Regions from separate parts of the Sus scrofa genome. Here region 1 is linked to region 2. A link is a contact called in public HiChIP or PLAC-seq data. All regions are on one chromosome and are shown on one strand. Each heading gives the region's core, a stretch centred on a gene start, on an enhancer-like site or on the middle of the called end of the contact. The rest is flanking DNA. Distances are from core to core; before and after follow the strand shown. Region 1 overlaps MMP20 (matrix metallopeptidase 20). Region 2 overlaps TMEM123 (porimin).

Region 1 (6,147 bases), core at 3,130-5,629, 130 kb before region 2:
CTCAGAGTTGGAGCACTTTTTGCGGATCACAGAGTCAGCAGGTAACAGTCAAAATGCAAACCTAGAGCTATCTCACTATACACATTGTGCTCCCTGCTCTATAACAGAAATCTTCAAACACCTGTCCAGAAACTAAGAGCTAGATCTTCACAAAAAAGATCACAGAAAAATAAAAATAGCACAATATTATAAATATAGGGGGTGTGGTCTGGATCAGTATTATTGGCTAGAATCATCTTTTATTCTGAGATTATATCCTTTCTGCCTTTTTTTGGTGTTAAAATTACTCTTCTTTGTGGCATAATAATGAAAATAGTTGGTATTTTTATTTTGATAGTTTGATGGTAATATTCTTACCTGGTAAAATGAAAAGTAGGTAACCCTATGCCCATCTATAAGTGTCTATAGAAAAGGTCCAAATGAAAAATACAGTTATCAGCTAACCTTAATTAGCTAAGATGGTGATTTATGTGTCAGATGATACTTCAAAATAGATTTTATTGAGAGTAATACTCTCACAAAAGCAGTTATAGAGCAAAATGTGAGAGAGCAGAGAGGGGGCTAGCAGAAAGGGAGAATAATCACTAAATATATAAATGGGAGAAGGGATGGAAAAAAACAATGATTTCACAGTTTTGCCAAAATTTTTGCCTAGGTTTTTAATAACGTGCTTGAAAATTAAAATTCTTAGCTGGACATTCCTTCTCTAAAATTTCTTCTGAAATTTTATTACATATAATATTATTACCTCCATTACCTCTGAACAGATATATAAGATTTTAGATGTCACCACGACCCACTTTAGCAAACTAAGCAGTCAGATGAAAAGAGAAAGATCTCTTTTTCAGATCTTTTTATTGGATTAATAATCATCATTTTCTCTTTAAAACTTATTCCTATTCCTGTATTATTTAAATGGTTTTTCTATTCTCAAAAAAAAAAAAAAAAAAAAAAAAAACTTTACTTTCTCCTTTCATACTTTCCAGATTTCTCCATCCAGTTTAAGAATAATACAAGCAGGTCCCAACTTGTAACACAGCTATTCTTTGTCAGTCGACTTGTTTGGAACTAAGAACACATTTTGCCATAAAATAATATAAATGTGATCAAGTACTAAAAAATCACTCATAAATGCCTATTTAAGACACGCAAAGGGAAGGCATGGCTCTAACTATAATAGCTCAGTTTTGAATCCTCTATTCCGAGCAGACAGAAAGAATAAAGACATGAAAGTCATTTCACCACTTTCCCTGAGTATAGGGGTCAACATTAAGCAAATAATTCGAAAATAAGTAATGTTCTTGGGCATCTCCCATCGCCACCACATTTCCCTCTATATCTACAGATATGCCAAATGCTTCTTGGTCACTCTGTTCTTCCTTTTGCATCCTACCCCCCAAATATTTCAAGTTTAGAATTATCTTCCTCACTCCCTCCAGTCAAAGCATCATTTCCTCAATACAACTATCACAGGGAAGTGAGAGAAGAAAACCTAACACACAAAGATAAATATGTGAACAATCTGTACTTCACTTCCCATTTTTTTTTTTTTTGGTCGTCTTTTTAGGGCCGCACCCGCGGCATATGGAGGTTCCCAGGCTAGGGGTCGAATCAGAGCTGTAGCCGCCGGCCTACACCACAGCCATAGCCACAACCACGCCAGATCCAAGCCACATCTGCAACCTACACCACTGCTCATGGCAAGGCCGCATCCTTCACCCACTGAGCGAGGCCAGGGATCAAACCCACAACCTCATCATTCCTAGTCTGGATGCATTTCCACTGTGCTATGGCAGGAACTCCCACTTCCCATTTTTAACAAAGGACACTAGATTTCAGACATTAGAACAAAATAAACAGAAGAAATCCAAGCCATAGGAGAGGGAATATGTATGGCTGTTCTTTTTCTCCAGTCTTTCCCTAAATCCAGTCCTGCCACTGGGCAGCCACTCTTCCTAATAGTGTATAGGTGCCCTGTCTCCACACTCAGTGTTAGCCTATGTTTTTTCTTTTTTTGGACACACCCACAGCATGCGGAAGCTCCTGGGCCAAGGATCAAACCATGCCACAGCAGTGACCCAATCTGCTTCAGTGACAACACTGGATCCTTAACCTGATGCACCACAAGAGAACTCCAAATTATTAGTATTATTATTTGGCCATGCTAGCAGCATATAGAGGTTCTCAGGCCAGGGACTGAACTGCAACATAGCAACAACAACCCTGGACCCTTAATCCACTGAGCCACCAGGAAACTCCTGTAAGGGCACTTCTGATGTTGACAAAACACAGTACATGGCTTCCATTTTTATTTGTACTTAATATAACTTATATAGCTTGGTTTTTTCCCCCTGGGCTATTGGAAGGCTCTAATGGTTCCCCTGGAAAGGGAATTCGGACTTCCAGGAACTGGTTTCCTACCCTCAACACCCCATAAAGCAGCTCAACCCACTAGTCAGTTTCAGCCTGAATACTTCTTTCCCCATGTTCGATCCTGCTTAATATCGTGAGAGATCTGTCCCCCGGTCTGTGTAGTCATAGCCACATGAGAGGCACATTTCAGAAGAAGGTGGGTGTGATCTGATACCACAGGAAACTCCCAGTAGCCCAGGAACCAGAAGAAATAGTCTGACCTTTTGGTGGGAAAGGAGTGGGGTGAGCACCTTGGGAATGCCCCCATTGGGAGCTCTGTGCTGATGATAAAGGGACTTTCTCACACTTTAAATGAAAGCTTCTTGAAGGAGTGAGTCTGCTCTGCCTACATGCTGAACTCACACAAGTCATGCTGATTCATACAAGTCACAGTCTTTTTCACAAAGGGTAACTTAGATCACAAAGAGATGTCTTAACCAATCCTTAGAGTTATCACTGTATGATATTTGTGGATTCAGAAAAAGAAATCTAATCTACTTTTCAGTTAGTCGTATAATCTTTCTAGGAAACAAAAGCAATTTAATTTAATTAAAAAGATTTAAAAGGCAGAGTTTCAGTTATTCTAGATTTTCTTGCTTCTTGTTTTTAATCTACTGACTATTCACACATTTGCATTGTTTGTTCAATCCCTCCTCTGAAGGTACATAGCAGGAAGCTCATTAATAAAAGCCTCTATAAAGGGCTTTCAACTGTTTGGTGAGCCGAGAAAATCATACATGGAGAGAGAAATTAAAACAGTAAATAAATCATTAAAAATATAGGTAATTTAATTACCTATATGTAATTAAAATATAGGTAATTTAAAATATAGGTAATATAATTTTTAATTACAGAAATATGACCCTATAATATTTAACTCATTCTAAACAATGTACCTGGTGGTTTTTTAAGAGAATATTTAGAGCAATGACTCCCAACCTAGCAGTCCCAGAACCTCTGGAACCTGGGAGAGTTATGTCAGAATATGTGTGTGTTTGTGTGTGAGAGAGAGACAAAGATAGACAGGAAAACAGATTTAAAATAAATCAAAATAAATCAGGAGCTCCCACTGTGGCTCAGTAGGGTAAGAACCTAACACGGTGTCCATGAGGATGAGGGTTGGATCCCCGCCTCGCTCAATGGGTTAAGGATCCAGTGTTGCCACAAGCTATGGCATAGGTCACAGATACAACTCAGATCCGGTATTGCTGTTGCTGTGGCTGTGGTGTAGGCCAGCAGCTGCAGGTCCAATTCAACCCTTAGCCCAGGAATTTCCATATGCTGCAGGTGTGGATGTAAAAAGAAAAAAAATTTAAAAATAGAGTAAATCAAAAGTCAGCCCTGGCTAAATATACCTGAATAGCACATTGTCCTCTACAAGCAATAAAAATCTCTTATTAATATTATTTGAAATAATACTTCTTCCAGCTATGATGAACGAAAAAGGAAAATGGATAAAGACTATCCAAAGAATACTGAAGAAGAATTTTCAGGAGTTAATGGCCAAATAGATGCTGCCGTGGAATTAAACGGTGAGTGTTTCTACTGAAAAGTTTCTTTGTTGAAATTGTAACAAGAAATCTGGGGTCTGCTTTAACATCACAGAAAACAGGTTCCCAAACAGGAATCCTTGGATTTTTGTTGTTGTTGTTTTGATTTGGTTTGGTTTTTGGCTCTGAGTCCCTTCTAAATTTAGCTAGCCAGATTAACCACCAGAAAGAGTATAAAGGGTATCATTATGGTTCTCTCTTTCCAGTCTATTAGTACCTTCTAGGTACCTTTTCCCACTCCATCACCCAACTTCTGAAATTTAACACATAGCTGGGAAAGTTAAATTGAATTGAACTGGGTTAAGTAAATTTAACTGAATCTTTTGAATCAGTCAGTCAGCATATTCTTCTTGAGTATGTGGCACAGAACTGGCCACTGTTCGGCAATGCAAAGACTGTTCCGGATATGGTCTCTGCTCTTGTGAAATGGTTACCATCTTCGGGAAATGCCTCTCCATCCAACACATATGAAATTACTGGGAAACATGACAGTCTATATAACTTAGTATTGAATTGTGTGATAGTCTTGACAATAATTCCAAGAAAAAGAAAAGATCAAAACAGGCATCAGTTGATGCAGATTTCACCGTGGAACCTCAGATGGTATTTTAAAAATGGCTAGAGGTTGACTAGGAAAAGGGAAAGGATTTCCTGGAGGGAAACACCCTGAGCAGAAGGACCAAGCATCCCCAGCAGGGGCAGTGAGAAAGATGAGAAATGATTGACATGTGAGGGGTGTCAGGTTCCAGGGCTCAGAGAGAGATATGCAGAGGGTTAGCTAACTGTCACCTGACTCATTCCCAATTCCCCTCTGAAGTCATTGTCAGTAACCACAACTTCGACTTTGTCTCTTTTAGGCTACATTTACTTCTTTTCAGGACCCAAAGCATACAAGTATGACACAGAAAAGGAAGATGTGGTTAGTGTGTTGAAATCTAATTCCTGGATTGGTTGCTAAATAGAAAAGTCTAGTCTTTCCAGAGAAATGAAGATGACTGCAAACAGCTGGTAATGGGATCTTAAGGACTAAAGCAGAACGCAGGTTAGGGATTCTTCCCCTGACCTTCAATTCTAAGGGTAATTTAGAATTCGAGGAAAATAATTATGCTTCTAAACTATTTCATACTTGTGGATTCAGAACTTTAATCCAAATGTAAAATTCCTGTATGGTCAACTGTACACAACATCAGAATTAGCACAATGCAATCTTCAGTTAGACAACCATTTTTTTTTCTTACCTAATATACTGAGGCAAATTGATAAGTTTGGTTTTTATTTCCAGGAAGAAACCCACTTGTGGATTCCCTGACATGTATTATAAATTTTTTAATAGGAAATGGCATTAGTATACAAATTATAATTATTTGTTATTTGTATTAGCTTTTTCAGCTTAACATTTGTTATGATAAATATACATGTACCCCTCTTTAAACATATCACAAACAACATACTGTATGTTTTGTTTCTCATTGTTTGTTTGTTTTTCTGACTCTATGTGTTCACACTGGTCTTTGAAGTAGGTTATAGTGGGCAAATCTACTCAAATGGGTTTTCATACTAGGTAAGAGAAGGGCACTTTACAACAGGACAGCTTTTAACAAGCGCCAATCAAAATGTTGTATAAGAACAGTTCCTCATTTCTCTTTAGTTAGTAGCTTCTATCACACTTTGGCAACAAATTTTGTGTACCTATAGAAAACTTAAATATTGAGATAGTATCGTAAATATGCAGACCCAGAAGAGATCATAGTAATTTGCTCTATTTCCTGCTTCCTGAAACTGAAATACCTGCCACATGACTCTATTTAACCCATCTAAGTGCATCTCTTCTGAATAGCTTTCCATTCAGTTTGTCTTTTGTTTCAGTTTTTCTTTCTTCAAGCTAAACCCTTTCTTTCTACCGAGCCATTAGTACAGATGAAGTACAGTTGTCTGTAATTCTTTTTTTTTTAATCTTACCCTCTAGAATGTAAGGATTATAGAACATTTTAGTAGTTCTAAAATTAGATGACTAAATACATTTAACATACTTCAGAGACTACCTGGAACATCTATAATGTCCAACAGATATTAGCTATAATTATTGCCATCATTTACTAAATTATTTCATGCATTCACTAAAAAGACTTAGTATTAAGAAGGGCTGGATCAGTTACTCCAGGTTACTCTAATCTTTCCGCTTGGT
Region 2 (6,090 bases), core at 1,123-3,622:
AAAAAATTCATTCAGCTAGTCTGTGTCTTTTGAATGAAGAATTTAATATATTTATGTTTGCAGTAATTATTTATGGGTAAGGATTTAACTTTTGCCCTTTTTTTTTTTTAATGGCCACACTGGTGGCATATGGAAGTTCTCAGGCCAGGGACTGAATCCGAGCTGCAGCTGTGAGCTGCGCTGCAGCTGTGGCAACATCTGAGCCGAGTTTGCTACCTACACCACAGTTCATGGCAATGCCAGATCCTTAATCCACTGAGTGAGGCCAGGGATTGAACTCACAACCTCTTGGTTCCTAGCTGGATTCGTTTCTGCTGTGCCATGACGAGAACTTCTATCTTTGACTTTTGACATAGTTTAGTTGTAGTGTGTCTCAATGTAGCCCTATTTGGGTTCAACTATTTGGGCTCCTTGGTCCTTATGGATCTGGGTGTCCATTTCTCTCCCCTAGTTTGGGATGTTTTCAGCCATTATTGCTTTAAATATACTTTCTGTCCCATTCTCATCTTCTGGAATTCCCATAATCCAGATATTATTTGTTTTGACTATTTCCCATAAGGTCTCTAGTGTTTCTTCACTCTTTTTCATTCTTTTTTCTGTTTGCTGTCCTCTGACTGAATAATTTCATATATTCTGTCTTCTAGGTCACTGATTCTTCTACGTGGTTAAGTCTGCTTTTGAAATTATCTTTTGAATTCTTCAGTGTAGTCATTGTATTTTTCTGCTCTGGAATTTGTGGAATTTTTTTAATGGTCCCTACTTCTTTATTGAACTTACTTTGTTCATACATTGTTTTCCTAATTTCATTTAGTGGTCTGTATGTTTCTGTAGTTCACTGAACTTCAAGAAGATTATTCTGAATTCTTTAACAATTCATAGATCTCCTTCCTTTAAGTTCAGTTGTTGGAGCTTTATTGGTTTCCCTTGGTTGTGTCATATTCAACAAATTTTTTGTGATCCTTCATTCCTCATGTTGGTATCTGCACATTTGAGTAGTGGTCTCCTCTTCTGTTCTTTATAGGTATACTTTGGCAGAGACAGTTCTTAACCAGTCGCCTTGGTTTGGGTTTATGCCCCTGTCTACTGATAACATCCTTGGGCAGGTGGGCCTCGCTGTCAGGGTCTCTTTTGGGTGAGACCACTGCCCAAACTTTGCAGCTGAGAGTTGAGGGCAGTACCATTGAGTGAGAGCAGGTCGATAAGGATGCTGATTCTGTTCACTGCTCTACAGTTGCTTGGATTCTCTGATCAGGCTGAGTAGACAGTCAAGACTGGGTACTCCACTCAGTGGTAGATGGGGCTATGAATTAGCTTCTCTCCCTTGGTGTGGTAGCAAAGTGGGCATCAGAGCCTGCACAGCTTTTTGGGGGGAAACCTTAATTTGCAAGACTTGAAACTGAATTCTTTGGCCAGATATGGCCGCTGGCTGTGCTCTTTATTCAGGTATCAGTGTAAGCAAGGCTGTTGGATGGGCCATGCAGCTTCTCATATGCTCTGATTAGGTGTTTGCTAGGATGAGCTGAAGGCTGTATTCAGCAGTAGGCAGGGCTACAAATTAGTTTTCCTGCTCAGGCATAGTGGGAGGACCAGGTCCCAGGCTGGTAAGATTCTTTGTAGCTTTGCTCTGCAGACGACCAACTCTGCCTCCTGGGCTCTCTGCTCCAGTATTGCTGTGCTATGCAGTTTCCAGGTGTTCTTGCCAGAAGCTCCTGGGTACGGTGGGAACGTCAGTCCTCAGCAGGTGGGACTATGACTCAGCTCCCTTGCCTGATCAGGATGGGAGGGCCAGCCAGTTCCAAGCACCTGCAGATTTTTCCTATCAGGCTTTCTGGTCAGGAGGGGCCAGGAGGTACACTCAACTGTGAACTGGGGTGGGATTCAGCATCCCTGCCTGGGAGCAGACAGACTAGGCTCCAGGCCTGGCAAATCTCTTCACTTGAGGCAAGCAGACCTGCACTCCACAGAGTTCCCTAGTGAGGCGGCACTGAGTTGGTTCTGCAGATGAATATTACCACTTGGTAATGGGATTACCACTTGGGTACTCCCGCAGGGAGTTGGTCTCCCGAGATCCTACTGCTACTTTTTGCGAGCCCCTTCCCCCTTTTTCATCACTCAGATGCCTAGTGGTTGGTCCCCACAGATTGTGCTGCAGTCCCAGGTGACGAGACTGAAACCACCGATAAAATGTGATGTCTACTCTGGGCTTTCTTACCCCTGAAGAAACCTAGGCACAGGGGAACCTCCAGGCGTGGTGCTGTGCCAGCCAAGGGAGAGGGAGGTACCCTTCCAATGTGGTTGGTCTTGGTCTCTGCGGTGGAGGGGAGGTACTTCAGCCTCACCCTCATCTGGGATTCTTAGTGGTGTCTTGTCAGTGAGTCAGTGAGTAGTCATCATTAGTTCTTCTCAAGAGGAAAGCAAAGTCGGGAACATTCTGTGTTGCCCGTCTAGGTGATGTCACTCTCAGTAGCTTCTTGGTATATGCAAATATGGAGTCAGTGCTTATTTGAATTGTTTTTCAACATGTACTACTTAAGAAATTTTAGGAAAAGGAAGAATACAAATACTTTTAAGTAAAGGGAGGGGTGAATTTAATTGATTCTCATCTTTTTGTAGATGAGAAGCTGTCTTTTTATTAGTAAATGATTAATGTATGGTTCCCAAGTCCCAGGAACACTGCTAGACTTGGGATACAGCAGTGAAACAAGAGAATCCTTGCCCTTTTCAAGGTCATGAGAAACACATGAACAAGAGTTGGCCAGTACCATGTGATGGGTATTCTCAAGACCGAGTGAGAAAACAAGAACAAGTCACCAGCTCTGCCAGAGGCATAGGAGTTTGCCAGAACAGAACATTCTAAATCAAGGCAACAGAAGCTCTGAGGGCAGAGGTTAAAAAAAATAAAGATCCCTATGGAATCTCCTCCCAAAGCAAAAGCACAATTACCCATCCCCTGCTATCTAAATAGATTGTGTAAACTTAGTCTAGGTCCTGAGTCCACCCAAGGTCATAAAGGTGAATCCAAGGGACTTCTGGGATTTATTATGGAGAGACCACAGGATTTAGAAAAAGATGTCAGCAGGGAAGTTCATTTGTCTTTCCCTTAGTTGTATGATTTTTTTCCCCCTTTTTTTGTCTTTTTGCCTTTTCTAGGGCCACTTCCTGTGGCATGTGGAGGTTCCCAGGCTAGGGGTCGAATCGGAGCTGTAGCCACCGGCCTATACCAGAGCCACAGCAATGCGGGATCCGAGCCGTGTCTGCAACCTACACCACAGCTCATGGCAACGCCAGATCCTTAACCCACTGAGCAAGGCCAGGTATTGAACCCGCAACCTCGTGGTTCCCAGTTGGATTAGCTAACCACTGCACCATGACGGGAACTCCGATTTTTTTCTTATTTAATGTATTTGTGCTGGGAATTAATGATAATGCTTAATTATATGTGAAAATTATAAACTAAGAAATACTATACAATTCCTCAGTGAATGCCCACTGAGGCGTTCTTCTTACTTACTAGAGAAGAGAAAGTGTTCAGTTTATTTTTTTTTTCAATTGCGTATATTTAGTTCTAGTCACTAAATTTTCTTACAAGAGTTCGTTGTAATTCAATTTTCCCATGATTGTATTATTTTTATTCAGAGAGCTTCTGTTTCACAGTAGCGCTTTTTTTTTTCCTTTTTTTTTTCTTTTTCTTTGTTGTTGGTTTGTTTTTTGTTTTGTTTTGTTTTTGCCTTTTAGGGCCACACCTGTGGCATATGGAAGTTCCCAGGCCAGGCCTTAAATTGGAGTTGTAACTGCCGGCCTATACCACAGCCACGCAGTATCCAAGCTGTGTCTGTGACCTACACCACAGCTCGTGGCAACACCAGATCCCCGACCCACTGAGCGAGGCCAGGAATTGAACCTGCATCCTTGTGGATTCTATTCAGATCCTTTTCTGCTCTGCCACAATGGGAATTCCCACAAAGTAGCTTTGAGATTCAGCAATCTATAGTGACTCTGACACACCAAGGAAAATACATGCTTACTATGGCATAATTTTATTGACGAGACTTGACACCATATCTACAACTTATATGTTGCAGTCTCGGCAGAGAAGTTAATCTCTTTTTGGTAGGTTGGACTGAGAATAATTCTTTTTATAACTACGCTCTTGATTACGCAGACCCAGAAAAAACTTTTTAGACTGAGTGCTTTAGATGATGCTAAGTCCCTATAAAGTCAGTTCGTCTAGCTGCGTCTGAAATCCATACTGGTTTACCAGCGAAAGCTGCTATGTATAAGATGTAAAGCTTCTGCTTGGTAGAATGCTATGATTGTAACAGTTTACTTTAGAATCAAAACTTAACAGTCGAGTGGGCTTGTAAGTATAGTGACATTGCAGCATACAGATACAGGCATTCATGTATTCATGTCTTAGTTTTAGAAAATGTTTTCTCAAAGAAATAGTCAAAGGTTCATAGAGGAGTGTCAAAGACTGTTTCAAAGGGAAAAATCTTAATTTTAGAAGCTTCCAATTTACACACCAGAACTTGCCTTTTAGCAAATAGCTTTGTGTAATCTTCCTCTTGGCACAAATTGAAAAGTACCTTCTGTTGGAAAGGGGGAAAAAAAACTGAAGAGGACCATATACTTGTTTATGAAGAAGAGGAAGAAGAAAGTAGGCATCACTGCAGGTTTAATTGTCATATTGTTAAAAATATTTGGTTGCAGAAACTAACCTGCTGGTTTAGGCAAACAAGGAATTATTGGAAGACATGGTGTCACAAAGTCAAAGAGAAAACATTGAACAACTAGACTTAGTGCTAGGTATTTCAAGGGCAGGAGTGAGCAGAAATATCTTTAGGGAGTTGCCATCAAAAATGACTGTCAACTATTTTCCACCCTAGTGTATATTACTCAAGTTTCAAATTCCTGAGAGTATAATTGGCCTAATTTGAATCACTTTCCTACTCATTTACTGTCCCTTTGAAGCACATGGAATAAAGGAGAGGTGGGTCTCTAAAGGAAGAGTGAAAGCTGTTAAAAAAAAAAGGGGGGGGGAGTTCCCACTGTGGCTCAGCAGTAGGGAACCCGACAAAGTATCCATGAAGACACAGGTTCAATCCCTGGCCTTGTTTAGTGGGTTAAGGATCTGGCATTGTCATGAGCCATGATGTAGGTTACAGACACAGTTTGAATCCTATGTGCCTGTGGCTGTGGCATAGGTTTGTAGCCACAGCTCCAGTTAGACCTGTACCTGGGAACGTCCATGTGCTGCAGGTGCGGCCCTAAAAAGCAAATACAAATAAATAAATATTATCTCATATATATCTCATATATATCATATATATATATAGGACCAGGAGCTAAACAGGGAAAAAAAACAGTGGATGTTCCCTATATTAGCCACATAGCCACCATCAATACTAATGATTTTGTCTGATCAGACTAAGTGGAGAGTAGTTAGGCCTTTTCTTTTGAGAAACATCTCTTGTCAGCTTTGTATTATATGTGAGCTGTGGCAAAAATGTTCCACCACTTTGAATTGGAGAAGGATCATTTTCCATAAATTTCAGAGTATCTTTTCATTTACCTTTGTAAATTGTCCAGATAACCAGGATTTCTGATACAGGATAACATTAATCTAGAATCATTTTTACTTTTTTATTTTATTGAAGTATAGTTGATTCACAATATTGTGTTATTTTTGCTGTACAGCAAAGTGACTTAGTTGTGTATATGCTTTTTCATATTCCTTTCCATTATAGTTTATCACAGGTTGTTGTTTATCCATCCTGTATGTAATAGTTTGCCTCTGCTAATCCCCACCTCCCAATCCTTCCATCCCCAGTTCCCCCTTCTCCTAGGCAACCACAAGTCTGTTCTCTATGAGTTTGTTTATTTCATAAATAAGTTCATTTATGTCACGTTTTAGATTTCACATAGAAGTGATATCATATGGTATTTGTCTTTCTCATTTGATATCATATGGCATTTATCTTTCTCTTTTTGACTCCACTTAGTATGATAACCTCTAGCTCTATCCATGTTGCTGTAGATGGTATTATTTCATTCTTTTTTATGGCTGAGTAATATTCCACTGTGTGTATG

The links. HiChIP or PLAC-seq counts read pairs in DNA pulled down with a chosen protein or histone mark.
Region 1: a contact with region 2 is called in an H3K27ac HiChIP or PLAC-seq map of alveolar macrophages. The contact joins two enhancer-like sites.

What each region holds. Positions count from the first base shown.
Region 1 is chr9:33,262,148-33,268,294 of Sscrofa11.1, reverse strand. It overlaps MMP20 (matrix metallopeptidase 20), which reads left to right. Exons shown (of 10, transcript NM_213905.1): 9 at 3,841-3,944; 10 at 4,820-6,147. The coding sequence ends at 4,920. Among named protein-coding and RNA genes, the nearest start is that of MMP7, 40 kb to the right of the region's middle. Within about 2 kb of position 4,379, at least 4 of the 83 cell types and tissues checked have an H3K27ac peak or open chromatin away from gene starts, as enhancers often do. A contact at or near this core is called in alveolar macrophages, where this site is marked.
Region 2 is chr9:33,126,368-33,132,457 of Sscrofa11.1, reverse strand. The region is part of intron 2 of TMEM123 (porimin); the gene reads left to right. Among named protein-coding and RNA genes, the nearest start is that of TMEM123, 31 kb to the left of the region's middle. Within about 2 kb of position 2,372, at least 3 of the 83 cell types and tissues checked have an H3K27ac peak or open chromatin away from gene starts, as enhancers often do. A contact at or near this core is called in alveolar macrophages, where this site is marked.